6 separate regions of the Mus musculus genome follow, and regions 1, 2, 3, 5 and 6 are each linked to region 4. The links are chromatin contacts, called in public HiCAR-type, Micro-C and promoter capture Hi-C maps. All regions are on one chromosome and are shown on one strand. Each heading gives the region's core, a stretch centred on a gene start, on an enhancer-like site or on the middle of the called end of the contact. The rest is flanking DNA. Distances are from core to core; before and after follow the strand shown.

Region 1 (4,265 bases), core at 739-3,238, 2.2 Mb before region 4:
TCTGACAAACTTATTCATTCCTCTCTCTCACATTCTCTAATCACCTAGTCTGTACAAAGCACCATGCAAGGTTCTGATGAAAACAAAGCAATTTAAAATGATAAATATATTGTATTTATATGCTCCAAATGGACAGTTACTTAGTACTGTTTAAGTAGGGCACTGTTCAGGGTGGAGAAGAGCACTGGATGCTCAGTGGTATGGATGTGCCAGCTGAGGCCAAACAGTCCTCAAACACCTAACAGAACAAGGAAAAGAAAGCACACTGAAACCAAACTCCCTGGAACTCAGTAAATGCACAACTGGAGAACACGTACGTGCCAAGTTCTAAGAGGTAACTCTAAAAAATTGGAGAAAAGTAACTTTCTCGAATAATGTGTGATACAAGGGAAGACTGAACTGAGGCGGCTGCTGACATTACAGCTTCTGTATGCAAGTACCTCAGTTTACTTACGGGGTGCATGCAATGAGCAGACAGACTGAGAGGCTACAGATAATAAGACCTTAGATTTCTCAGAAGAGCAGAGGAAATGACCTTTCAGGGCACAGCACAAAGGACGGCTTCACAATCTAAATACATTTAAGCCACATTTAATTAACCATTTATCCCACTTTCGAAAAGAATAAAAAACCGTTTAAGAATGGCACAGCTCTGGAGGGGTGTCTGTGTCCAGAGTTCTACATACTGAGGGGCTATGAACAAAATGGGTCCTGTATATCCGCCAGTAACTGAGATGTGGGTTGAATCTTGTCAGAGAAGGCTGTCTAGCCCATGAAAGAGATCAAGAGAAGAAAGTTGTTTTTAAACGAATCATCAGCTTTTGCAGCTACCAAAAAAAAAAAAATTAAATATTTACAACAAATCTTAAGGGTTTCATTGGAATTACTGAATGGTAACTAAAAGGGTTAAAAAGACCTTTCTAAAAGCCAGGGGTGACTACTTAAAGATTTCTTTGGTGGTGATGAGACTCTCTCCTTCACCTGACCCAAAGCTGTGAGTATTAATGAATTGACGGGATGGCTCAAAATATCCAATTTAACTTAATTTCAGATAGCCACTGAAGTAATTTTTAAAATAAAATCTAGCCGGGCGGTGGTGGTGCACGCCTTTAATCCCAGCACTGGGGAGGCAGAGGCAGGCGGATTTCTGAGTTCGAGGCCAGCCTGGTTTACAGAGTGAGTTCCAGGACAGCCAGGGCTACACAGAGAAACCCTGTCTCGAAAAACCAAAAATAAATAAATAAATAAATAAAATCTGTATTAAATGCGGCATGTTTTGTAGTAAGGAAAAGCAGAAAGTCAAGATTTAAACATTATTCGGGACATATTAATAATACTGGAAATTAACCATTGCTTATAATCTTAAGATGTAACCGAGAGCCTGGAACTTATACTTGTGACATCTGTCAACTCTTGATGCTACCAGAAAGATCGTGAAGATCCGATTTAAGCCTCCGAGAGCCAATCAAGAAGTTGTAACGGAGGAGACCCAGAAGGGGCGCGAGGACGACAACAGAAACAAACACAAGAGGCGCAGAACTGAAGCCATTCTCAACACAGAGCGGAAGGCTATGCTTACGGGACAGGCAAGAAGGGCCGAGGGGCAGGGTAGGAAGACACCGGTTACGCCACAGACCAGCAGGGGAAAACCAGAGAAATCCCGAGAGAACTTCTCAGCCCTCCACCTCCCCCAGAAGCAGCCCCTGAACTTACACTTTTCACACACCATCCTTACATGGGGGTGTCCCTGTGCCCTCAGCCGGCAAAGCAGGAGCAGCAACCCAAACACAACAACGCCCCAGCGGAGACGACTTCCTCTTCCGGCTACGTCAGCCCGCTTCCGGACTCTCAGCCCTCCCGCTCCGGCCTATCCCGTACCTAGAAAGTCGCGGGAGGGATAAACGCGAGCTGATGGGCGGGGCTGCTCTCATTATCCCGCCCCTTCTCGTCAACGATTGGCTGTGCGCTTGTGAGTTCCCCCCGCCCCCTCGCTTTCTGGTCTGCGCCTGCGCCAGGGGCCATGCCAGCCTGTAGCACCTGAGGGTGGGAGGCGGTGGTGTCCCCCTTCCCTTCGGCGGGCGGGAGAGTTAGGTAAGCCGGTGGCGGGTTGCTTCTCACACTCGCCCGGGGCGGGTGCAGGTCGCACCGCCGACCGCTGCGGTGACTTCCAGGGCGCCACGCTTCCGGCGGACCAGAGGATGCCCTGCGCTACCGACCCTCTGAGATGCCGGCGTCTATCACAGTCTCTCAGGGGACTCCGACCTCAGGTCACCGGGTCGGCCGCACGGGCTCTCTCTATGATGGCGACCTCCAGTTGCCCACACTGCGCCGTCCGAGGCTGGGACGGAGCCACCTGGGTGGGGTGGAGCTGCGGTCCGCACCTGAGCAAAGGCTGCTCAGGAGGAGGGCTCGGGAGCAGCCAAGCCTTCCGACCCCGTTCTCACGGGATCGCGAGTCCCGAGGGCGGCTTCCCAGGTGTGGTGTCCTGGGTCGGGGACTCGCTCGCCGGTGTCACCTTTGCGTTTGGGTACCGCTCGCGCTCGCCGTGTTAGATGGGTGTTTGCCGGTGGCCTAGGATGGATTTCTGATCGCGCTTCCTGCCTGACCCCGCAGTGGAAGGGAGAATCTGAGAAACTTTCCCCAAGTCTTTTCACGGCTATGCGTTCTTGTCCCGACCCTGGAGGATTTCTTCTTGTTTAAAGAGGCGATGCTTGAAATGGCTTGTGCGTGTGTAACCTTGGCCGTATCTGCTAACTTGTTCATCCAGTTTTCTTAATCAGTATCATTTGCTTTTGAAAACGATAAGTGTGAATGAAATGAGGGCTAATAGCACCATGCCCAGACTTGCGCTTTTACCTTTCCTGCTAGTTCCTCACCCTGCGGTGTGGATGTTACTTTTTGGGCCCGATTTTTACTACATTGTAACATGTGTTACTTTTAAGTTCTTAATTAACTTTAGTCAGTATAACATAGAAACTGTTCTCTAGGTCAAATATATGTATTTAGAGACTGGAAACTATTGTTTCTCCTCCCACTCGCGTTCTGCTATTACCATTATTTAACATCTGTACAGACAGTGTGAGCCCTTAGTGTAGCATAATGACCATCTTAAGATGGTCCTCCACCATTTGCATATCTAAGTGTATACTTGGCTGTCATTTGGGAACTGCAGTGATTTTCGCCAAAAAAGTAAAATTAGTTGCTGGTGTCTGGCACATGTCCCCTTTGTAGAAACCAGTCACAAATATTTAAATTTTTACAGGAATTTTCTTTTTGAGGCTCTGAAAGATAATGTATACCATATTAGAGAAATCTAAAGTAACAATTAAAATCTGCATATGCTTGTTCTGTGTTTTGAAACAAATATGTTGCCCATAGAAAATTATTAATACATGGTTTATATTTAGAGTATTGAAGTGCTTGGGACAATGGAAAAAAAATCATTACATGTTTTTCTTAATTTGTTTTCTACTAGATAGCTACCCAAGAAAACATCATGAAAGATACTGACATCAAGAGACTTCTGTATACCAATCTTTTGTGCGTATTTTCAATTTTCCTAAGCATTTTCATTCCGTCCTTCTTCGTGGACAACTTCTCAGTATTGGAAGCTCATTTGACCTGGCTGTGTATCTGCTCTGCTTCTGTGACCACTGTCAATCTCTTGTCGTACTTAGTAGTGAAACCGAATGTGTCCTCTAAAAGAAGTTCATTGTCACATAAGGTAAGGGTCACTTCTGTTGCTTCACTGGCTTTAGGGTGGAGGTTACAGTGTAAGAAGGAAGTTTCGCTTCGTCCTTATTGAGTGATTTACAGTGTAAAGGGAACCAAGTCTCCCCCGCCCCCACCAGAGCAGTAGCCTGTTACCTTCCTACAGTGTTTGATAGATTCTTGCTGTGCATTCATTGTGGAATTATGACTCCTTCAATGCATCACAATGTGAATGACCTATATAAGCATGGTTTTATCACGGAAGATAACTTACAAGACACTGCAGTTTATTTTCATTTACTTTTGTACATTTTTTTAGGTATGTGGGTGGGCAAATGCATTTGGGGGCTGGAGGACAACTTGAAGTGTTATCTTTAGAAACCCTGTCCGCCTGCCCTGTCCAGGACATTTAATGGTGTGGAGCTTATCACTTAGGCCAGAGTGGCTCTCCAGAGAGCCTCTGTCTCCCCAGTGTGGGGACAAGCAAGCCCCATACCTGACATTTTACGGTGGGTTCCGGGAATCGATTCAGGTCCTTGTTGCTTACTGACTAA
Region 2 (4,267 bases), core at 162-2,661, 2.3 Mb before region 4:
GCTTCCTGCTGTGTCTTCCTTCCGTTGCTAGGCCGATTTCAAAAAGGGACTATGAATCCGAGAGACTATTAAGATTAAAGTACGCATTTGACTAAATTCCCAACTGTTAGAACACTCGAGCTCATTTTAGCAGAGCCTTCTAACACCAGCATCTTTTTCATTTCATTCCTTAAAGAGAAACCATTTTTAAACTTCTATAGAACATGCAGTTCAATTTTACACGGCCCTGTAAAGAAACAGTTAAAAGCAAGCATGACTTAATCGTCTTCTAGGATAAATGTCAGTAAATCGTAATAGGACAGTCTAGCCTAGTGTTAACTTTGAAAGGAGCAGGCCTCCGGTGTAGATGAGAAGCTGCTGTAAGAATGTCAAGGTGTAGTTGGAAGAATGTCCAGGAGAACTGGTAACTGCCCAACCCCATCAAATATATACATACAATTTAAAATAAGGAATCACTGACGAAGTCCAGCAGCCAGCCACCTTTTGCTTGGAACACCAAAATAAAAAAATGCCAAAAGCTCGTGGCTGACCCCCATAGCCTTCAAAGTTGAGAACCAAACCAAGGGTATTCACGTTGTTCCTCAGCATCCTTCTGTCAATGCAACTCCCTCTCCACAAACTCACTCCGCTTCAGCTACTCGAATGCCCAAGTCCCAGCACCAAAGAACCATTTATTAAAAGCTCAAGGACTTGGAGCGGGGTCTTCCTTGCGGCCGCCTCCGCATCCTGTAATAACCACCCCAGGTTAAACCCCCCAGAGATGCTCCAGTCTTTTCCCGCATCCACGCTCCCCGGTCCTTCCTTCACGTCCCGGTAGACCTTTTATCGTCGCCCTTGAGGACCCTCAGGTCGGAGCTATGGAGCTCTTAGGTGACCTGCCTGGACCCCCTCTACCCTTGGCAGTGGGCACCGACGACCTCCCCCACCCAGTCTCGACCCACCACGACCCCGATGACGAATGCCCTCCTATCGGCCCCAGACGACCCCTTCTTCCCCTTAGGTGTCCCGACTCCCACCGAAAAGCAATTCCTCCGAGACGTACCGAGAGCCTACTGCGAGTAAGCTCCCACTACGCGCGGCGGCACCGTGCGCAGGGGCTCAACGCCCCGGCTTGTCTTCCTCTTCCCGGCGGATCCATCCCGGCCCGAGGGCCGTGCCGCCTGCGCCGAGGTGCGGAGGCGCCCACCGGAGGAGGACTGCGCCGGGGGAAAACGGGGACCCGGGCAAGGAGAGGCGGCCGCTTGAGGGCAGGCGCCGGGCGACCGCGGGGGACACTCAGCGGCCGGGACACGCGCGGCGGCCTCATCCAGGGCACCTGCGGCCAGGCAAGGATGGGCCGGGGCAGCGCAGTCAGCGACAGGGCGAGCGCGACCGCCCGCGCGTCCCGTCCTCCGCTCCTGCCGGGCCGGCGGCGCAGCCTCGCTTCCTCCGGACGGAGCCCGGGGACCCCAGCTCGGCCGGATGCCCCCGCCAGCCCCCACCCCTTCCCGGCCGCCTCCCCCTCGTCACCCTCTCCCCTCCCCCCGCCCCCCCAGCCCCCCACCGGAATGGAAAATACCTCCCGGGGTGGGGGGCGGGCTGGGCCACGCCTCTCTGAAGGGCAGCCTACCGTGACCAATGGCAGGCGGGGCTCCAGGTGGGCGGGACTCCCGGCGGCCAATCCAGAGGCGGGTAGGTGAAGGCCGGAGGAGGGAGGCTGGGAGCTAAAGAGGGGAGGCCGGCGAGTTAAGGAGGTCCGGCCGCGCTGGTGCGTGCTGTGCGCGGCTGCCATTTTGGAGTCGGGCAGCTGAGACAAGCGGCCGGGTTCGGCCGAAGAGGGAGGAGCCAGTCAGGTGGGAGAGAGGCTGACACGTGGGCGGGGTGGGCGGGGCCAAGCGGGCTCGGACTGGAGGGGAGGGGGAGAGGCCCGGGAGGCTAGGAGGCTGGAGAGGGTCACGTGGCCGTGGAACGGGCTAGGGGTGGGCGCTCGGGTGGAAGGTCAACCCGAGGTGCGGGTGGGGAGTAGCTTTGTTCCTTTGGGCTCCGTTAGGGAGACCAAGGGGAAAATGCTGAATGGAGGTTGCGAGTGCCGGGTAGGAAAAAAATGTGAATGAGTCTCCCTAGCTCCCTTCAGCATGGAGCCATCCGAGTCACTGAATTCCAATATTCAACGGGAAACCGGGCACCTCATTGAATTCAACTCTTCCTATCCAGGCTCTCAGCTGCCACGAAGATGAGTCATACACGAGGGGAGGGGTGTTGTCGCTTCCTCTCTTTGCTTGCATTTTATGTGGATCGCCCCGGCCGTGGAAATGACAGCAAGGACAGAGAAGTGAATGGGGGGTTGTGATACCCGCGAGACTCCTCAGCTGCCCCTTTAGAACCGTGGTTACCACCGCTTCTTGGCCTTTTGGCTAAGATCAAGTGTAGAACCGTGGTTACCACTCGTAAGCTAACTGGCCACTTCTTAGACATACTACTTTCCGGTGCTCAGACAAAAAGACTTGTTTACTTCATGATTCAAATACAGTAGTCTGTTCCCCCTGCGTATCTCCCCAAAGTGGTCCTTCTATCAGCGGCATACACATAGGGTCACACACACCTTAGTCCGGTTTGTTTGAAACAGTCTCACTGTATAGCCTAGCATGATTTGGAACGCAATATGTAGCCCAAGCTGTCTTCTAGGTAATGGTGCTCCTACTTCAACCTGCTGAATATTGAGATTTTTGACCACCTTTAGTCTTTAATGCTTTGCAGTGGGACCGGCAGACTACCTTTTTCTTGAAGGCTTTTCTTAGACTCTTTTCAGCCCCACCCTACCTTTCTTAACATTGTACACCCTCAGATTGCTTTCTCAGTTATTTTTCAACTGTCTGTTCTCTTTGACTCCTTGAGAGTAGCAGGTTCTGGCCCTCAGCCCTCTTATTTGGAAGGCACACAGTGCACAGGAGATGATCTAGCCATTCAGATAGAATCACGGATGGACGTCCGGCGTCCGGTCAGTGAGGGCCAGATCTGCATTCCTAAGCAGCTTTTAGCCGCTCTACTTGTCTATTGGAGTAAGTTCCACATTGGAACCCATACTTTCCGAACTTCCCCAAGCCTTCTCCTCCTCTGTTCCTTGTATTGTTTTACAGTACCACATTAGCTTTCTCTCCAGAGCTCTTGGAACCAGAGAACAAGCCTCTCTCCACTTTCTTACTGCTCCAGCATCTCCCTATCTGCTATAATTTGGACCTGGGATGTTCTTCACAGGCCTATGAATTACTCTTGGTCCTTGGCATGAAGGTGGTGTACCCTTTAAAAGACAGAGAGGCTAGTGGGAAGCTTTAGGTCATGGAGGGGGGTTATAGTGAGTTGTGAGACCCTCATCCTTTTGCTTCACTTCCTGTGCAGGATGCGAGCAGTTTTGTTCTACAGGCTCTGCCCTCTTCTAGTGAGCTTTAGCTGTTAGCCTGACACACCTCAGCATTATCTGAAAGGAAGCTCACATGGAGGACTACCTTGATCAGCTTGGCTCTTGGATGTGTCTGTCAGCATTTTCTTGGTTGCTCATTGTTGTAGGAGGGCCCAGCCCTTCTTGGCCTTGCATCCCCTGGGCAGTGAACTTGTCAGTCTTTCTATGAGAAAGGCAGCTAGCCTTCCTACGCTCATCATTGCAGTGCTGTAAACCTGACCGACACACTTCTCATGGTGTCACACTGACCACTGATCGTATGAGCTAAGCGCCGTCTCTCCATTTTGCCACCTTCGCTTCCTCCCTTGTGCCATTTAATCATTAGGCCAATATTTATTCAGCATTTTAGTATTAGCTCAAGATGTAATGGTCAACAAAACTGACAAGGTTGCTGATGGGGCAACACAAACCATATGCGAGTAAATTAATAACTCGGTAAGCCAGGAGTGACATGCGTTCCAAAAACCAAAACAGGAGAAGCTAGCAGGACCTCTGAGTTGTTCCTGGGCTTCTCACTGCAGGTGCCCTGCCTGCCTCTTGCTTCTCCTCAGAGGGGACTGCCCAGGTTCTCACCTGCTCTTGGGTTGTTCTCCTTCATCTGCTCAGGGTGTGTCCTGTTTCTATCTCTGATGCCTAAGTGAGAATCCTCCACATAGATGGTAAGCTGTTCTTGCCTCGGATCAGGATCACGGGGGACACTGAAGAGTTTGTTTGTTAGCTACTCTGTAGCCCTAAAACTCATGCTGGTCTTCCTGTCTCATCCTCTTGAGTGCAGAGATTACAGCTATGAGCCACCATGTCCAGCAGGGGTAATGCTATCCATCTCTGTGC
Region 3 (4,331 bases), core at 1,012-3,511, 2.7 Mb before region 4:
TCCGGAAAGGAAGCTATCCAGAGATAAGGCGGTATTATCTCAATTCAGAAAATGAGGAAGAAGCAGCGATGGGGAAGAACTTGCTTGTTTTTTTTCTTTCCCCCAAGATGGACAAAGGTAGAGAACTCTAAGATCTCACCGTGGGAACCAGACAGAAGAAAAAAAAAGATATTTCCAAGGCTCTGATACACAGTCTTCGCTGACTTTGCGTTTCACTGACAACTGCCAGGGTTAGGCGGAGATCTCTGTCATATTTCGGAAGACAAGTGCTCTATAAATAAATTGACTTGGAACAGTCTCAAATACACATAAACCGCAATGGCTTTAAATGTAACCCTTGACTTTTCTTTGTCTTCTTAAGAGGTCAACAAGGAAGATTATGCAAGAAAGGCGTTACCAAAACCCAACCTACGAAACCTGGAAGAGCTTTCCTATATTCTCTATTTAAAAAAAAAATATATTTCTATATACTTGTTAGCAAGCACTACCGCGTCTCTCTAGGCACGAGTCAGTGCGTACTTATCATACATTCTGCACCAATCCTCTTAAAAATTCCTTCCCTTGAAGAGGTGATTATTCATTTTGTCATTCAATTTCCCACCATTAAAAATTTCATATGTAAAATCACCGCATGCTAATGGGGTACTGTGTAAGGAGAGAATATTTTTACTGAGTCAGCGGAAAGACAAAAAAAAAAATTAGTAGGTCTTCCATCTGAAGATCTGAGGAGGAGTCACAGACAAATTTCTGAGGTATATCTTGGAAAAACTTTGAATTTACCAGAATGTAGTGCACTGGAACGGAACGGTGGCGTCAGATTCTTGGCTGGAGGTGCCCATTTTAAAGTAATATTCCCAAATAATGATATTTATCTCATTTGTGGGGTAAGGTTAATTAGCTCTCCTCCCTTTCAGTATTATCAGGGCACCACATTGGCAAGGATAATAGAAACAGAAATCTGAGGTTTGGTTTGGTTTGGTATTCCCATCGAGTGGGCATTCGTTCGAAAGGGTGTCAGCTTTGTTAGTGCTAATTAGAAGGCCGCTTAATGTCTGGTTTCCATGACTGAAAGAGGGCCCAGCTCTGGCTTCATTAAAAGATATGTTTAAAGGTGTGAGGGATGTCTAACTTAGGTAAAGGAGGTTAAAATGGACTCTCCGAGTGGGTGCATATAGCTGTTAGCACCGAAATGTTCTTGCTGAACGGGGAAACTATCCTGAAGGCAGGCTTCTTTCTGAAGTTGAGGTTTCATCTTGCCTTGCTTTTTACAAAGTGATTGCTCTCCACGGTTTGAGGGTTTGCATGGTGGTGCTTTTTCAACTGGGAAGTTCTTTCTGCCTTCGCCATCTTCCTAATTCTCTCTGGGCCGTGGCTGTTCCATCAATCTTCTCTGGGCACTGTATTTTGAGGATGGAATCCTTATTTTCCTCTCTAACCCCCATCATCCTTTTCTGGTTGTCTACTTTGGGCTTCTAATTTCAGAGGGGCTCCTTGGGGAGACCGACAGCACACACTCTCGGATACAGTGGGTTTGAGTAGCTTTCTGATAAATTACTGCTAGGAAAGAGAAGCGAAGGGTAGGCATAAACGGAAGCCCCTTTTTTGATTAGCTTGTCAGCTGAGCTGCATGGGTTCGGCACCGTGTAATGAAAAACGACCGGCCTCCCTATGCAGCAACGCTGAGAAGCTGGGCGCGCTGGGTGGGTGTTTACTGGGGGGGGGGGGTGTCCTTCAGTTTTATTTATTTTTTGTTTTGGCCCGTGTTGTTTTTGTCAGCAGCACCTCCATACGGGGCGGGAAGGTGAGTGTGTGCGTGTGTCTGTGGCAGGCAGGACGGGTGGAAGAAGGTCCTCCAGCCGAGCGCAGAGAGAGCCACGCTGCCGCCTGGCGCAGTTGCCAGGACAGCGCGGCGCGAGCAAGCAACGGCAGAAGCCGCAACCGCGTTCCGGCTGCGAGAGAAAGTGACGCATTGCAGGTACAAATCAGCCAATCAGCAGCAAGCTCAACGAGGTTCGCCTGGTCGACCGCCACCGCGGTGCTCCTCCGCGCCGCAAAGTAGCTCCTGCCAGGCGCGGTTCCCCCGGCCTTTTAACGGCTTGCCTGGGAGTGGAACCCACTTACGTCATCCGTCCCCCTGCTCCCCTTTCTCTCTTGCGTGTCTGCCCAGTGACTGCGGAGAAAGGGGGTCTCCCGGAGAGTTGGGGGGGGGGAGGGGGCGGGGGCTGGCCGGGACTCGTTCGCTAGGTTCCGTTATCTGGATGAGGCGGAGGGATCTGGCGGAGGGAGGCGGAGGGAGGTGTTTATGAGGAGCTGGGGGCGGAGGAGGAGAATTAGTCCGAGTGGAGCGAGCGAGTCGAGCGGTTGTCTGGTCGCGTCTCGGAAACCCGTAGCCCTTGCAGCATGGTGAGTGCGTAGCTGAGCGGCCGGCGCCCCGCGGGTCGGGGAAAGATGCTGAAGCGGATTGACTAAAGAGGGGACCTCCCCTCTCAGAACTGTCCTCGCCAGAGGGACGGCACCAAAAAAAAAAAAAAAAAAAAGCCAGGAGGCCCCCCGCGACACTTGTGTCGCAGGTGTCCCCCACCCCTGTCCTCTTGGGTTCCCTTTTAGATGAGTCGGGGGACCGCTGCGGGGCTTGGCCGGGGGAGGATGGATCTGGGGTGCGGGGCCGTGGGCTCGGTCGAGAGAGCAGAGCAGGAGGGGCTGCGGCCGAGGCGGCGCCAAAGGTCAGCCCCGGGGGCCGGATTCAAACCGCCAACGGCCACCGCCGAGCGAGCGCGGGCGCCAGGAAGCGCCTTTGTCCGCCCGGCCGCCATGCGCGGGGGGTGGGGTGGGGAGGAGCGCGGGGCCCCGAGGCGAGCGGGCGCCGTTAGCCCGCATCCCCGCGAGGCCGGGCCGGGCCGGGCCGGGGGCGCGCCCCGTGGGTCCAGCCCGTGCGGGGACCCCCGCCGCGGGGGTCGGGTGGGGTGAGCGCGCGGGGCCCCGAGCCGCCGCCCTACGCGGCTCGGCTCGGCTCGCGCCCCAGCTGCTGCGCTGGCACCTGCAGGACTGCGGAGGTCTGGGCGGCCCGCGGCGCTGCGGGGATGGGCGGGGGAGGGGACCCCAGCAGTCCCCCCTCCCCCTCCGCGCAGGGCTGCTGCTGCTGCTGCTTGTTCACTCCATCTGGTGCTGGCTTCCGCTACCCAGACTGGATGATTAATTTTTTTTTCTTTTTTTAAATCGTTGAAGAATACAAGCTTTTGCTGGAAGTCGGGCGCTTTCTCAAAAAAAAAAAAAATAGAGCTCGTAAAGGGAAAGCAACCGACCTCAGTTAGGGTCTCAAAGGCGTTTTTCGGCCCCCATGAGCTAGTGGAAGTAGCAATTAAGGGGCGGGTCGCTAAATTCTTGAGTGCTCAGGTGCACTCCTGTTCACCTCTACCACACGCAGAGTTCCTTGAAAACGACTTGCGTTTCAGAGTGGAAGTTGCCATCTGATCTTAGTTCTTACGGACAGTTCACCTATGCAATAATGGCCGTCAGTAACTGTACACTTAAAGAGTGTAAAAGAGAGCAGGAGATTTTAGAAAGAGCTTTGAAAAATAAGTCCCTCTTCGTGTTTTCTGTTTTAAAAAAATTAATGAGGACGATAATTTGCAATACTTATTTTACTCCCTTGCCAAATGGTTACAGCAATGGGTGTGTCCAGGAGGCAAGGTGACATCTTAAACAGTAGTTGGGAATCCCTGCCAACTGAAACCTCCAGCCTGCTTGGGTGTGGGGAGTGTTCACCTTGAGAGAGCTAGCCTTCATTTAACTTTGGTGAATTCTTTTTGATATATATTTTTTAACTAATGAATTTTAATATGCTGACTGAATTTGTTCTTTGTAAGGGGAAACACGATGTAAATTATAGGCAGTAATTGACACTCCAAGTTGTATAGTAACTTATTATTTTTTTAGTTAGCATAGGATTTAAATCTTTACTGGAAAATTAGAATTTATATCTTAACAGTGGTTCTCCCCAGTAAGTTTTATATTTAAATGTATCGTTGCTACATCGACAACTATTCTAGTAACTTCATAATATTTAAGACTTTAGATTCTGAGGACTTCGTTAAAGAGAAAAAAATTGTTCTGTTAGGTACCTATGTATATAGAACTGATTACAAAGCCCTTGGATTTGCATGCAGTCATTGTATTTTTATTGGGATGTCATGTATTGAAAGGAATGTGCTGTTGATGGCTGGGTGACACAGGATGTAAACAGTAGAAAATGTCTCGAGTGTGTCTAAGTCAGTCCATTAAGCTGAAGGTTTTTATTAGGCTCAAAGATAGGGATTTGCTTTGGCTGCATT
Region 4 (3,788 bases), core at 1,118-3,617:
ACATCGACCAAGACCTCTGAAAATGTGAACAAAAATAGACCTCTCCTCCTTGGAAGCTGTTCACTGGGCCACTGTGTCACAGTTACAAGTAGCTAACACAGGCTGGTGTGGCGATGGGGTGTCGGCTGGCAGGTTACTTTGCTGGTTGTTGTGGTAGAATACCTGAAAGGAACAGTGAAAGGGAGGAAGGAGCTGTTTCAGCTCATGCTTTGAGAAGGAATAGAATCATGGAGGGAGGCCTGGCTGCATCACATTGCATCTCTAGCTGGAAGAGAGAGATGAGCTACTGGGGCTGCACTTGCTTTGTCTTTTTATCCACTCTGGGACTCCAGCCCATGGAACGCGCGCGCGCACACACACACACACACACACACACACACACACACACACCACACTCATAACACACACACACACCCTACACTCATAACACACACACCCCACATACATACCCCACACATAAACCCCACACTCACACACACATACCACACACAAACCTCACACTCACATACACACACCACACTCATAACACACACACACACATGCACTCAAACACACACACACACCACACTCATAACACACACACCCCACATACATACCCCACACATAAACCCCACACTCACACACACATACCACACACAAACCTCACACTCACATACACACACCACACTCATAACACACACACACCCACACACACACACATTCACAGACATACTCAGGGTGGGTTTCTCACCTAAAACCCTAACACCAAGGAGGCTTCCCAAAAGCCCGTCCCCAAGGCGACTGATTCTGAGTTCCATCATGCTGACAATTAAGAGCACACTTCACAACCGAGGAGTAGAGTTTTAGGAGTAAACCCTTAGAAAGTCCATCATCATAATTACTTCCACCAACCTCGTTTCACATTTGCATCCAGAGCCCTAGCCTTCCTTGGGTGTGGCAAATGCCTGGACTCTCTGCATTCTGCTGGTAGGTTCGTTTCCCAGCAACCACCACAGCAGCTTGTATCTGTCTCTAACTGCACTCCCAGGACATCTGAAGCCCTCTCCTGACCTTCAAGGGCACCAGGCACACTTGTGGTTACACACATACATGCAGGCAAAACACTCATACACATAATAAAATAAATATATTTTTTTAAAAAAGCAAATGATTTTGCGTCACACCTACACTCAGTGGGACCCAGTGGTGTCATTCACATTCAGGGTGGGTCTTGCCACTTCAACTAATCCAATGTAAAAACTCCCTCACTGGCTTAAAGTCTGGTTTCCAAGGTGATAGTAAATCCTATCAAGATTAATCACCACAGACCGTAACCTACCTTAATCTTTTATTTATATCACAATTCTTATGTTTCTTTAGATGTACGGAATTTTGTCTAAATTGAGATCCCCCCCCCCATGTTGTATTCCCAGCATTCCAAATAGTGCCTGACACAAAATATGTGCTCAATAAATAGTACTAATGCTGAATGAGAGAATGAATTATATTCTATCATAGTGCTCTATAGTAACTCAGAGTAACTTCATCTTGCAGGGCGGTATTAGCTTCTCCAAAAGAAAGCTAAGCCAAGTTAACTCTGAACGTATATCCATTCAATAAATGCTCAAAGCACGAAGTGTCTTCAACTGATCACGAGCTTCCGCCATAAAAGAGGCTGCATTCTCATTCTGGGCACTCTGAAGTTTGTTGGCTAGCAGAAGAAACAGCCACATGGGAAAACTTGCAGAGGGAGAATTTGACTGTTCACTTGGTAGCAGTCAAGGAATAACTAAGTAGAGTGGAAACCTGTTCCCGGGTTCACACGAGTGCACAGGGAACCCTTTCAGTATGCGAGCTCTGTGAGGGCAAGAACTTGTTTTCCTAGCTCCAGACCTATCCTCAGACAATTGCACCACTCACTACCTTAGTTGCTTAGTGCATTAACTGGAAGGAGCGGGGCACTGAGAAAAAGAAACTTCAACCTTGACATTTAAAATTATACGACCTTTATTAGAATCCATTGATTTCATGAAGCGAGGCACTTAGGATGAGTTCTGTATATTTATCTACCCCATCCCCAGTCACACAAATAGCATGTAGCTAACCTGGAGGTCCACAGCCTCCCAGTTCTCTTCGTCAAGCTTTTCTCTGGCCGCCGTTTCTGAGAGCTACGGCAGGAACTACGTCACTGAGCAGCTAGGGCAGCGGCTCGGTAGCAACCGAGGCGCAAGGCTGGAACGTCGTAGGCACCCCGGGATCTGCACGGTCGGCCCTTCCCAGCAACCCTCGGTGTCGCTCCTAGTTGGCCCCCCACAAGCCCTTGCGCGCGCATGGGCGGAGCCGACCTCTAGTGGGCTCTACCAACTTCAAAGTGGAGGGGTGTTGTCGCCAGGCTCGCTGAGAGCCGGGGCGCTGGACAAGGGAACAGGGACACTGTGAACGGAAGACAAAAAACAATGTATAGTAAAACAGAAGGCGGATCCAGGGTATCCCGCGAACTCGGCTTGCCTCTCCCGTGAGCCTTGGCGGGGATCTGCCTCCTCCTCCGCTGGACGCCCTCGGTCCTTAGTTTGTCCCACTAGGGGCGACCGGGTCGTCACGTGCTCCTCCAGGTCCTCTGCAGGAGCGTGCATCCTATCCTGCCTTGGGTACGCTGAGCCATGGCAGCCCTGCTGAGACCCGCGCGTTGGCTGCTCGGGGCCGCGGCGGCCCCGCGCCTCCCGCTGTCCCTGCGCCTCCCTGCGGGCGTCCCGGGCCGGCTGTCCTCCGTCGTCCGGGTCGCGGCTGTTGGTAGCCGGCCGGCTGCAGGGTGAGTACCGGACCCTTCCTCCTGACTGGCTGCGGTGGACGGGCTGGTGTCCTGCTCGTTTGCTCCAATTCCGTGGTCCCGGCTTCTCAGGCATGAGGCCACCCCCTCCCCCATGCTTTGCCAGTGGTTTGGGGTGACAAGGTTGAGAGTCTTGAGAAGGTCATGGTCGAGGGCATGGCTGGCTTCCGGCTTGCTGCTTGAGGTCTCTGCCTGCTCTAGCTTTGGAAAGGCCCGTGAAGCTCAATGGCTTTGGGGGAGTGGATGGGGCTGAGGTGGGGACAGGCGTTGTGCCTTTCCTTAGGAGTACCCTTCCTGGGTGCTCTCGCACGCTGGTGACCAGTAACCTGCTAGTCTGTAGTCTTACGAGGCTTTGGTTTTTCATTTTCTTTTTCTTGGGATTGGGGTTTGAAGTTCTAGTGATCTAGGGATAGTTTAGAACTTGACATTTGATCATGGCCAGTTCGGGTTTTTGCTTGCGTTGTGCTGAGTGGAATTTTCCTTCAGTATTTACACAGATGTCATGGGTTGGAGATTGTCACACTAGAATGGATTAAAGGACGCGTGCAAGGTGCTCTGTTGGGATCTATGTACCTACTGCAAAAACAAGTTAAGTTCCTAGTTAGTGTCATGTATTTTTGTGAGTATATGCCTTTCTGGATTGAGGTTATAGGGAAACAAGTATGTTCACTTAAAGAACATAGATATTCTTGACAACTGATAAAGGAAGGTTGGGTGCTTAGGTTTTAGTACCGGAAAGAAATTGACAGTTGTACACCCCACACTAGAACTTTGGGGTCTAGCAAACAGACTTAGGAAGTATGATCTGGAGTGGGGAGCCATGGACTGAGGGTGCTTTGGCTTATTTGCATTAGGCTATTGGACAAATCACTCAGCAGCCCAGGCCTTAAGTTTCTTTAGGTACACAGGTGGACACCGTATAAGGTTAGGACTATTTCATGAGATACAGGGCTTGATGTATATTATAATAACACTGTAATAG
Region 5 (4,002 bases), core at 607-3,106, 2.2 Mb before region 4:
GACTCCAGCTGAACTCTTAACCCTGCCGCCCCAACCCCAGGGAGTGGCTGACGGTTGTTGTTTCTTTTCTTTTTCCCTGTGCTCCTCTGGTAACACCACAAATTACGTTTTCAGGGACTGGAGTCCCAGAGTGCAATGATGTTGTAATAAACACAACCAGGACCAAACGCCTTCCCAGCCTCTTAGATGATGCCATTTCCCACCAATCAGGCTCCTCGGGCAGGCAGACCACTCACCAATGAGGGCCCAGACAGAGGCTGCGAGGGGGAGACCTGGTCATCAGCAACTAAAAATAAGAACGCTTTACCATTGGCTGCTGCCACTTTGCAACAGGAGTTGGGACCCACTCACCAGGCAACACACGTAAAGACCCATACAGTCAAAAACTTTTCACATCGCGGGGTTCACGCTGGTCTGCGTTTTCTTTTGGGTTTGTTTCCTTAATTTGCTGACTTAAGAAAAAAAAAACCAACCTGATCTTGAGGCAGCCCCCCCCCCCAAAACACACCCTCCCACCTAGACACCTCAGTTTCCAAAGGCCCTCCACAGCCACACAGAATTGGCGAGAGATGGGGGTAAGGGAACCGGCCAGAAGCCAAAACACTCACCTGTCCAGCTGTGTCATAGAGTCCCAAGAGGTACTGCTTGCCCCCCACGGTGACGCTGACTGCAAGGACAGAAGTGGGGGGTGGGGAGAGAAGCTCACAGTGATCTGAGATCTAGCACTTTGGCTCCCCACAGTAACCTCCTTTCCCAAATACTGGGAAGCATGTGGGTGCTCCCCAGGAGACAACATTCCCCTTTTATCCGAGTCCACTTCACTGCCAAGTTGCATGAGATATAGGTGTAATGTGGCCCCTGCCATCCACTCCCCCCCCCCCCCAAACCCTGTAGCCACGTCTACTAGTGTTCCCAGATGTTTCCCCTACAGGGGTTTCGGGCAGTAAGGGAAGAGGCAGCTGGAAGGTCAAGAAGGGCGCTCAGGGGACTGAAAAGTGTGGGAGACGGGGCGAAGGGGGAGATAGGAATGGGGTGGGAGTTGCTGCGAGGGGTGGGGTGACCAGAGGCACAGCTTGGGGGGGGGGGTGAAGCCGCCAGGCAGAGGGCACGGCGGGGGAGGGGAGCACGCTCAGGGGAGGCAAGCCAGGGGGCTCAGCCAAAGTTGCTCCAAAGTTCCCAGCCGGGGATCAGCCCCTTAGTCAGCAGGGCAGAGGCGTACCTGCGTAGTGGTCGAAGACAGTGGGCACGTACTCCTCGGGGAAGGCGTCGTTGGCATAGCTCATGAGCAGGCACGTCTTGCCCACCGCCCCGTCGCCGACCACCACGCACTTCAGCATCAGCGCGCCGGGCCCGTGAGCCATGCTGCGGCCGGCCGGCCTCGGGGCATGGTCCCCCCGGAGCCCCCGCCCTGGCCCCGGGCTCAGCCCCAGCCCGCTTGGGGGGTCCGCCGTCGCCGCCGCTCGGCGCAGCAGGGCCGCCCTCCCGGCCCCATGCAGCGGTTCCCCTGACCGGAGGAGAAGGTGCGGCGGGCCCGGGGCGCAGCCGCCGCCGCTTCGATCTCTGCCCCGCTCCCCGCCCTGGCCCGGCTCGCCGCGCCCGCCTGCTGGCCCCGCCGCTCGGCGCCCGAACCCGCTCCCCGGCCCGGCCTCCCCAGGAGGATCCGCCGGATCATAAGACCGTCCGGCCCCAGGGGAGTCGGCAACTTTGGGGAGGGCGGCGGAGGGGAGGGGCCAGGCGGCTCTGCCCGCCCCGCGCCGCTCCGGCCCCCGCCCTCCTGGGCCGGTGAAGGGGGGTGGGGGAGGGCGGTCCGGGCGGCTCCGGAGTGCGGCGCGCCCCGCGCCCGCGCCCGCCGTGCGCTCCTGCCGCTCACCCAAGCTTGACTCCCTGGGAGTCGGGCGCGGAGGCCGAGGAGGAGGCGCCCTGTATCCGGGAGGATGGGGGCTGGGGGAGGGGCTCTTGGGCAGCCGCTAGGAAGGAGCCCAGGGCTCCTCGCGAAAGTGCGGCCAAAGCCCGGAAGCGTCCGCAGGCCCCGGTGCCCGGAGGAGACGTGAAGGCCTTTCGGGGAATCACGACGACTTCCACGGTGACGCAATTCTGCAACATTATACAGATGTGTATATTTAAATTCTGCCTGGAAGGCAGGAGCCATCTCGTCGGCCTGCAAGTGCTCCACGCAACTAGAAATCAGGAACAGCGGCCAAGAGGGTTATAAATATAATTAATAACAATAATTAGAAAGGTGTGCGGAGGCTGGGAGGGTGGTGGGTCTCGGAACTGGAAAACTGAGACTTCTGGCTTATTGCTTGCTCCTCAGCATCACTACCCCACGCTTTTCGCAGCACGAGCTTGAGTCATTTTCTATGAAATCGGTGACTAAGAGATGCAGCATATTGCACCCCCAACCAGCCACAAAGGGGCGAGCCCTTGTCAGGAGACCACAGATGTTATTTGTGCTCCCCCTGGAGGCGACATCGTCCGAGGCTTCCTTTCGCTTCCAAGCGTCTCTCCAAAAGTATTCAATTGTGATCCCTGAGGTATGATGTAGCCTCGCGCTCTGAGACTTGGCCAGTGATTCAGGACCAACCCTGCGCCTCTGTCTGGCAAGTCCGGAAACACTTGTCTGGCCAGGGCCAGTTAGTTGTGTGGCCGAGTGCTGCTTTAAATGTACGGTCTTGGTTCGAAGGCTCACTCTGCGCTGACTGACCCCACACCGCAGCCTACCCCCAAGCTTGCTGACAGGGAAGTCCTTTCCTCTCACCAATTCATAGTGGTAGAAAATGCTGTGTTGAGAGGTGCGTGGGTCACTCATACCCTTGCCCCCGGGATTTAGGTGGGGGAAACTGGGACCAGTGAAGTGGTTACCAAAAGGTTCCCTGTCACTCCCGGTGTTCAAGGGCCACCTGGGGAGATGCCTACTGTGATGCCCTCATTTCACTTCCACGAACCCTGGACGCCAGTTTTCAAGTCATAATCCTGATTTCAATTCGACCAGGAAGATTTCAAATAGTATTTAACGTTCCTTGTGAACGTAGGGGAACATCTCTCCATACCCTGTCCATTGCATTCGAGTGGAGGTACTTGCATTGACTACACTAATAAATCTGAAAGTTACTTCATACATTCTGAAAGGTTAGGAAAGGCACCACACTATCTTGAAGTCAGGTCTTGACACTTTCCCGTGAAGGAGAAGAGAGCAAGGTTTGCTGCTTGCATCACCATTAGCTCTGGCTGTGTTTGCGAAGACTAGTATTCTGAAAGGAGGAAATGTGGAAAGGTTAAAGAGCTGTAGGAGCCAGCTCTGCCGGAAAGCTGAACTTGGTCCAAGCACCACAAGTTAGTAGCATGGCTGGCTGCCTTTCTCTAGGCCTGTTTTCTGCTTTAAAAAAAAAAAAAAATGTGAGCTCATCTTACAGGGACCCCGGGTCCTGGATGGCTTGTGAGAAGCTCTGAGACTCTCAGAGTACACTCCGAGTTGGGGACTGATGTGGGATGAATCATGTGGTGGTGACTTCATTGGCGACAGTGACCTCATTCCCTTGGCCCACAGTGATGCCAGACAGACTGCCAAGAATATTAGAGCTCTGGGGACAGTCACACCTGGTGGATGTGGGGGCGGGGCGGGCCCACTCTAGAACACTGCCTTGACAGTCCATGCACTCTTCAACTGGAATAGTTAGACCTCTGCAAGACCCTCAGTTTCCCATGGGCAAAAAAGAGAATGCCCAAGTGGTAAAACAGAACAAAACCAAAAACAGTTCTCAAATGTCAAGGACTCGGGCACAGGAAACAACTTTGTTTCTGGGCATCCCAGAGGCCTCTGCTCTTTTCCTTTTGTTTGAACTGTGAACACTGAAACAGACACAGGTCTGTGTGAGAACAGTGAGCCCGTCTAGGCCGCCTTCTCTTTTTCCTCTACTCCTTCCTTCCTCCTCCTCATTCAATATTCCACTTAACAAGCATGAATTGAGGTCGACTAGAAGCCAGGCTTTCTTCCTGGGCAGG
Region 6 (4,347 bases), core at 480-2,979, 2.5 Mb before region 4:
GTTGTCAGGAAAGAAAAAAAAAATGCTTCAAAGTGTGGCTGTGCCTTAGGGTTTTTAATCGCTGTGAAGAGATGCCATAACCACAGCAACTCTTGCAAAGGACAACATTTAACTGGGGCTGGCTTCCAGTTTCAGAGGTTCAGTCCATTATCATCAAGGTGGGAAGCATGGCAGCATCTAGGCAGACATGGTGCTGGAGAAGGAGCTGAGAGTTCTGCATCTTGATCAGCAGGCAGCAGGAGACTGTGTGTCACACTGAGCATAGCTTGAGCATAGCAGAACTCAAACCCACCTCCACAGCATTCAAACAAAGGAGACAATGGGAGCCATGTTTGACTTCGAGGAATAAGCAAGTCAGAAGAGACCTGGTTTGCATGGAGATGGCCATTTCAATAGCATTGTAGGAAAGAACCAGAGGGCAAGCATCTATGCAGGTAAGAATGATCCAGTAGAAAGAGAAAGATGACAAAAGCTAGCATCCACAGAGAAGGTGGAGTATCTGGCTTGGTGGCAAGTGCTTATTAGAAAAAAGTCTGAGCAGGGCAGTGGTGGCACACACCTTTAATCCCAGCACTTGGGAGACAGAAGCAGATGGATCTGAGTCTGCGGGCAGCCCGGTCTACAGAGCAAGTTCCAGAACAGCCAGGGCTACACTGAGAGATCCTGTCTCGAAAAATCAAAACACCAAATCAGCAACAAAACAAAAAGTCTAGGAGGTGTGAGGTGAAGAATGCTCCAGGCTACCCTCGGTCCAGTCTCTACTTACTGAGCTTCATAAACTGCCTGCATTTGTAGCTCCCAGGACAAAGGATCGTAGGTACAATGCAGTCAACTACAGGGTACCCAGAATGAACTGGACCAAATTAATCTAACCTTCAGAATGAGATGGAATGAGATGCAATATCTTAGGGACTCTTGAAAGAGGCTTTCTCTCCCTATGGATAATGTTGAAATCTTAATCTTGGAAAGTGGGACAAAGAGACAAAAACGGTGCTGTTGGGCAATTTTCAAGGCTACAAGGAAGAGGGGGTGGGGGTGGGCTTTGATATAATCTCTCTCCATCTTTGATGTAGGTGCATCTAAAAAAAATACGATTATGTATCTTCAAAGATACAAAGGAGAGAAGGAATTTTAAAATGTACAGTCCTAAGCTCATATATCTATCTGTATCTATACACATTCACTGAAAGACAATTTTGTTAATATCAAAGGGCAGGATCCTTTTTTTTTTTTTTTTTTTTAAATATATTGTCTTCTCTCAAAGAAAACAACAAAACCAGACGATTTCAGGAACTTTACTAGCTGGATCTTGAGGCTGCGGCTCAGGGAATGGAGCAAAAAGAAAATGGAAGCAGGTCAGTCTTGGAAACGCAGGATCCCCGAGAAGTACCGGCTGCCTCACTGGGACAGGAGTTAGGGGTTTTACTCTCTCAGTTTGTAGTGGAAGCAAGGATATCCGTCAAAGTATAGAGAAGGTGAGGCTGGCCAGCTTCGGAGTCCGCCTCCTCCGGATCCTGCAGCCCACAACCCACGGTGAGCCACGTTCCGGAGCCTCAGGTTTGCCTAGCAACCAGCTCGCCTCTTGGCCTCCCCAGGGCCCTAGCAGTAGGGTGTCGCCCTCGGGAGGCGGGTCTGGCCGCGCCAGCCACAGGGGACACGTGGATCCACTGGATCGGGTCGCACAGGGGGCGGGGCCGGCAGCGTTGGTGGGCGGGCGGGAGGCTGTGCGCGTGCGCGGCTGGGCGAGGGGCGGGACCGGCGTGCGGAGAAAAGCGTCCCAGGGACGGCAGCTGGCAAGGTTCACGTTGGAGTGCTTCGCGACTGCGTCGGGGATTATCGGGGTGAGCGAACCCACGGGCCGGAGGCCTGACCCTCGGGGCAGAGGTCGGTCGGCCTGGGGCTCGAGAATGGGAGGCCCGGGTGGCGGGGTGGAGGATGCGGACCTTCAGGGCGCAGCGGGACCTGTGGCCCACGGAGGCAGCCTGTCTTCCGAGAGGGTTTCGGGGGCCAGACGTGTCTGCCCGGCTGAGCACCGCGCTGTTGTTTGCGCTCACCCCATTGCTGGGAGTCTCAGTACTAGGCTGTAGGGCCAGCTGTGTGGGCTGGACACGGACCCTGGCTGGCCTGGAAGCACGCGGGTCTCAGGCGTTACTCCATCTGCCTCTGGCTCCCCCACCTTCCTCGGGGCAGACCCACAGGTCCTGTTGTCTCGACAGGGTTGGCTAGTTTGAGCCTAGGAGGTTAGGTAGACAAGGGATGCTCGTTTGTCTCGTTTTCCCTTTCTGGGACATGGCACCTCCATCCACACATATGCCCAAACCAGAGGCCTGGGCGTCACTCTTACCTACACTCATCAAATACATTGAACCTATTCAAAACTCTCACTTTTCCAGACACCTTGCCTTAGCAATCAGCTCTCTTTTCTGCTCCTTTAATATTGATTGACCCTCCTCAACGTGTCCAGTACAGGGGAGGTAGAGACACGCTCAGCCACCCTGCCCCATTCCCAGGTCCTTCTGTGGATTCTCATTGCCCTTCCAAGCTCTTCTTTCCTTCCTGCAATGCCTGTTGTGACTCACTCACTGTCTTTGTACTTTACTCAAGACCTGCCCCTCCTCATCTGAATATTCTGGATTGGACTTAAGTCATGTTTAGGTGTTCACTGCCATATGGAGGGGCGTGCTTTGCTTTGGGTTGAAATATTTCTTCTCATGCTTTCTGTGGATGGGGGTGTGTGTGATACCCCTGGAGTGCCTCTTTAGTGACCTGTGTTTTGCTGTCGAGAGGCGTCTGACTGTTCTCACAGCCTTCACAGCTCTGCTCTCCCTATGTAACTAGGCTCTTAGTTAAATGTTAGTTATAAGGGTAGCATGGCATTCCTTTGGAATCCCCCAGTGAACAAATGGACCAGACTATTAAACACCAGCCTATTCAGGACAAGTTTTCAACCTCAGCCCATGTGGGGGCTTTCTGTAACCCAGAAACTTGCTGGTTACTTGGACTTCAAGAGCATGGAGATGACTACAACTAGGAAGCACTAGTCAGTTGGCCTTGGCTCCGTGTAACAGGATGTCTGGGGTGTTGTCAAATGTGATTGCTTTGAATGTAAATTCCCAACTAAGAGCCTCTGAAGGCTGCCAACAGCTGCTAGGAGGAAAGCCCACTCCCTGATAGGAATAATGGCCCAGTGGGAAGGAAGGGTGGGCAGGAGTGCTGCAAAGGGAGAGCTCAGCCTTAGGCCAGGGCCTCTGAGATAGAGACTTAAGTACTGTGTTTCTTCTCACCCCATTCTGACCACGTCCCACGCCAGCTCAGCGTTGTTCAGTTCACAAATGAGAGAACACAGATCCTGACCTTTGGAAAGAGGAGAAGGAAAGATAGGAAGGAAGAAACAGACAAGGAAGCAAGGGGTGTTAACCACAAGAGTCTTTACGTCTCATCTGAACCGGGCCTAGGAGGAATGACCAGACACAGTGGCAACAGAGGCGTCCGGAGCAGTGAGAGGAGCCCTGTTGGAGTCAAGGCTCTGAGGCAGGTCAGCATTGCCCTGTCAGACTCATGCTAAGGCCCTGATTGTTTTCTACAGCCCTCTCTGGTTTCCAGACGATCTGCTTGCCGCCGCCGATCATACCCCACTGATCATACCGACAGGGTTAGTGGTGGTGGTCTGCTGAGCTTAGCAATATCCTTTTCCTCTTTCGTTGCTGTGTGTGTCTCTCCCAGAGTTGCTCATTCTGTTGAAGATGACCTTCTCCAAAGGATGAGCAACAGCCTTTCAGTCAAGAATATATAAGTAGTCAACATAAGATAGTCAAGTTTCTAAGACTCCAGGCCCATCAAGAAGAGTCTCTGTACATGGGGGTCTTTAGAAAAGGGAAGTCAGTTGTCAGCCTCTCCCTTAGTTGGGTTTTTCTCTAGCTTGGCCTTTGCCGTTTCCTGAAGGTGAGTGAGCCAGGGAACCCTTGGGGCTTATCTTTCCAGGCCTTGTGCCCATGGCCTTGAACTAAGTAACTGGAGTGTGGATGATGCAATGTGTCCTTTTTGACTGGGAACAGTTGAATCTGGCAAGTGGCAGGCCCTGCCTCTTGTCGTCCCCGTGCTTTGTGGGATTCCTTCTGACTTCCTGGAGCTGGTATTTCTTGAGCTTTCATGTTGGGAACTTGCCGACGACGCAAGCTCAGAGGTTCTTGGCTTTTATACTGAAGAGAGGCTAACCTGAACTCAAAGTTCCTGTGCTTATTAACCACTTGGGTCAAGGTCTGCTATTACATCAGTTTAAAACATGCCACAGGTACACATCCCAGCTGGAGCCAACCATGTTCTTCGAGGAAAGGCGCCATGGTTTCA

Evidence for each region. Promoter capture Hi-C pulls out the DNA fragments that hold promoters and counts their contacts. Hi-C and Micro-C count contacts between places; a contact is called where the count stands out from the background. HiCAR-type assays count read pairs that join an accessible place to other places.
Region 1: a contact with region 4 is called in a HiCAR-type map of astrocytes, with 4 times the contacts expected there. The contact joins the promoter of Pigf here to the promoter of Lrpprc in region 4. A contact is called at or near these places in 2 of 39 promoter capture datasets (liver and pre-B cells) and 1 of 115 datasets of contacts at active chromatin or transcription factors (astrocytes).
Region 2: a contact with region 4 is called in a Micro-C map of embryonic stem cells, with 10 times the contacts expected there. The contact joins the promoter of Socs5 here to the promoter of Lrpprc in region 4. A contact is called at or near these places in 2 of 39 promoter capture datasets (liver and pre-B cells) and 1 of 484 Hi-C or Micro-C datasets (embryonic stem cells).
Region 3: a promoter capture Hi-C map of pre-B cells shows a contact between it and region 4, with 7 times the contacts expected there. The contact joins the promoter of Calm2 here to the promoter of Lrpprc in region 4. A contact is called at or near these places in 2 of 39 promoter capture datasets (liver and pre-B cells).
Region 5: a promoter capture Hi-C map of pre-B cells shows a contact between it and region 4, with 4 times the contacts expected there. The contact joins the promoter of Rhoq here to the promoter of Lrpprc in region 4. A contact is called at or near these places in 5 of 39 promoter capture datasets (3T3-L1-derived adipocytes, embryonic stem cells, hippocampal neurons and 2 more), 1 of 484 Hi-C or Micro-C datasets (embryonic stem cells) and 4 of 115 datasets of contacts at active chromatin or transcription factors (astrocytes, pro-B cells, stem cell-derived neural progenitor cells and 1 more).
Region 6: a contact with region 4 is called in a promoter capture Hi-C map of pre-B cells, with 3 times the contacts expected there. The contact joins the promoter of Mcfd2 here to the promoter of Lrpprc in region 4. A contact is called at or near these places in 4 of 39 promoter capture datasets (the 3T3-L1 cell line, hippocampal neurons, liver and 1 more).

Annotation. Positions count from the first base shown.
Region 1 is chr17:87,023,124-87,027,388 of GRCm38.p6, reverse strand. It overlaps Pigf (phosphatidylinositol glycan anchor biosynthesis, class F), which reads left to right and starts at 1,988. Exons shown (of 6, transcript NM_008838.1): 1 at 1,988-2,091; 2 at 3,476-3,724. The coding sequence starts at 3,497. It overlaps Cript (cysteine-rich PDZ-binding protein), which reads right to left and starts at 1,828. Exons shown (of 5, transcript NM_019936.3): 1 at 1,714-1,828. The coding sequence starts at 1,729.
Region 2 is chr17:87,104,823-87,109,089 of GRCm38.p6, reverse strand. Socs5 (suppressor of cytokine signaling 5) reads right to left here and starts at 1,411. Exons shown (of 3, transcript NM_019654.2): 1 at 1,043-1,411. Gm30510 (a long non-coding RNA gene) reads left to right here and starts at 1,743. Exons shown (of 2, transcript XR_877091.1): 1 at 1,743-1,832.
Region 3 is chr17:87,444,865-87,449,195 of GRCm38.p6, reverse strand. It overlaps Calm2 (calmodulin 2), which reads left to right and starts at 2,261. Exons shown (of 6, transcript NM_007589.5): 1 at 2,261-2,403. The coding sequence starts at 2,401.
Region 4 is chr17:84,789,365-84,793,152 of GRCm38.p6, reverse strand. It overlaps Lrpprc (leucine-rich PPR-motif containing), which reads left to right and starts at 2,367. Exons shown (of 38, transcript NM_028233.2): 1 at 2,367-2,788. The coding sequence starts at 2,640.
Region 5 is chr17:86,960,965-86,964,966 of GRCm38.p6, reverse strand. It overlaps Rhoq (ras homolog family member Q), which reads right to left and starts at 1,856. Exons shown (of 5, transcript NM_145491.2): 1 at 1,220-1,856; 2 at 609-667. The coding sequence starts at 1,361. It overlaps LOC115488765 (hapless 2-like), which reads right to left. Exons shown (of 3, transcript XM_030250169.1): 3 at 1,421-2,094. The coding sequence ends at 1,421.
Region 6 is chr17:87,263,329-87,267,675 of GRCm38.p6, reverse strand. It overlaps Mcfd2 (multiple coagulation factor deficiency 2), which reads left to right and starts at 1,729. Exons shown (of 4, transcript NM_139295.3): 1 at 1,729-1,841.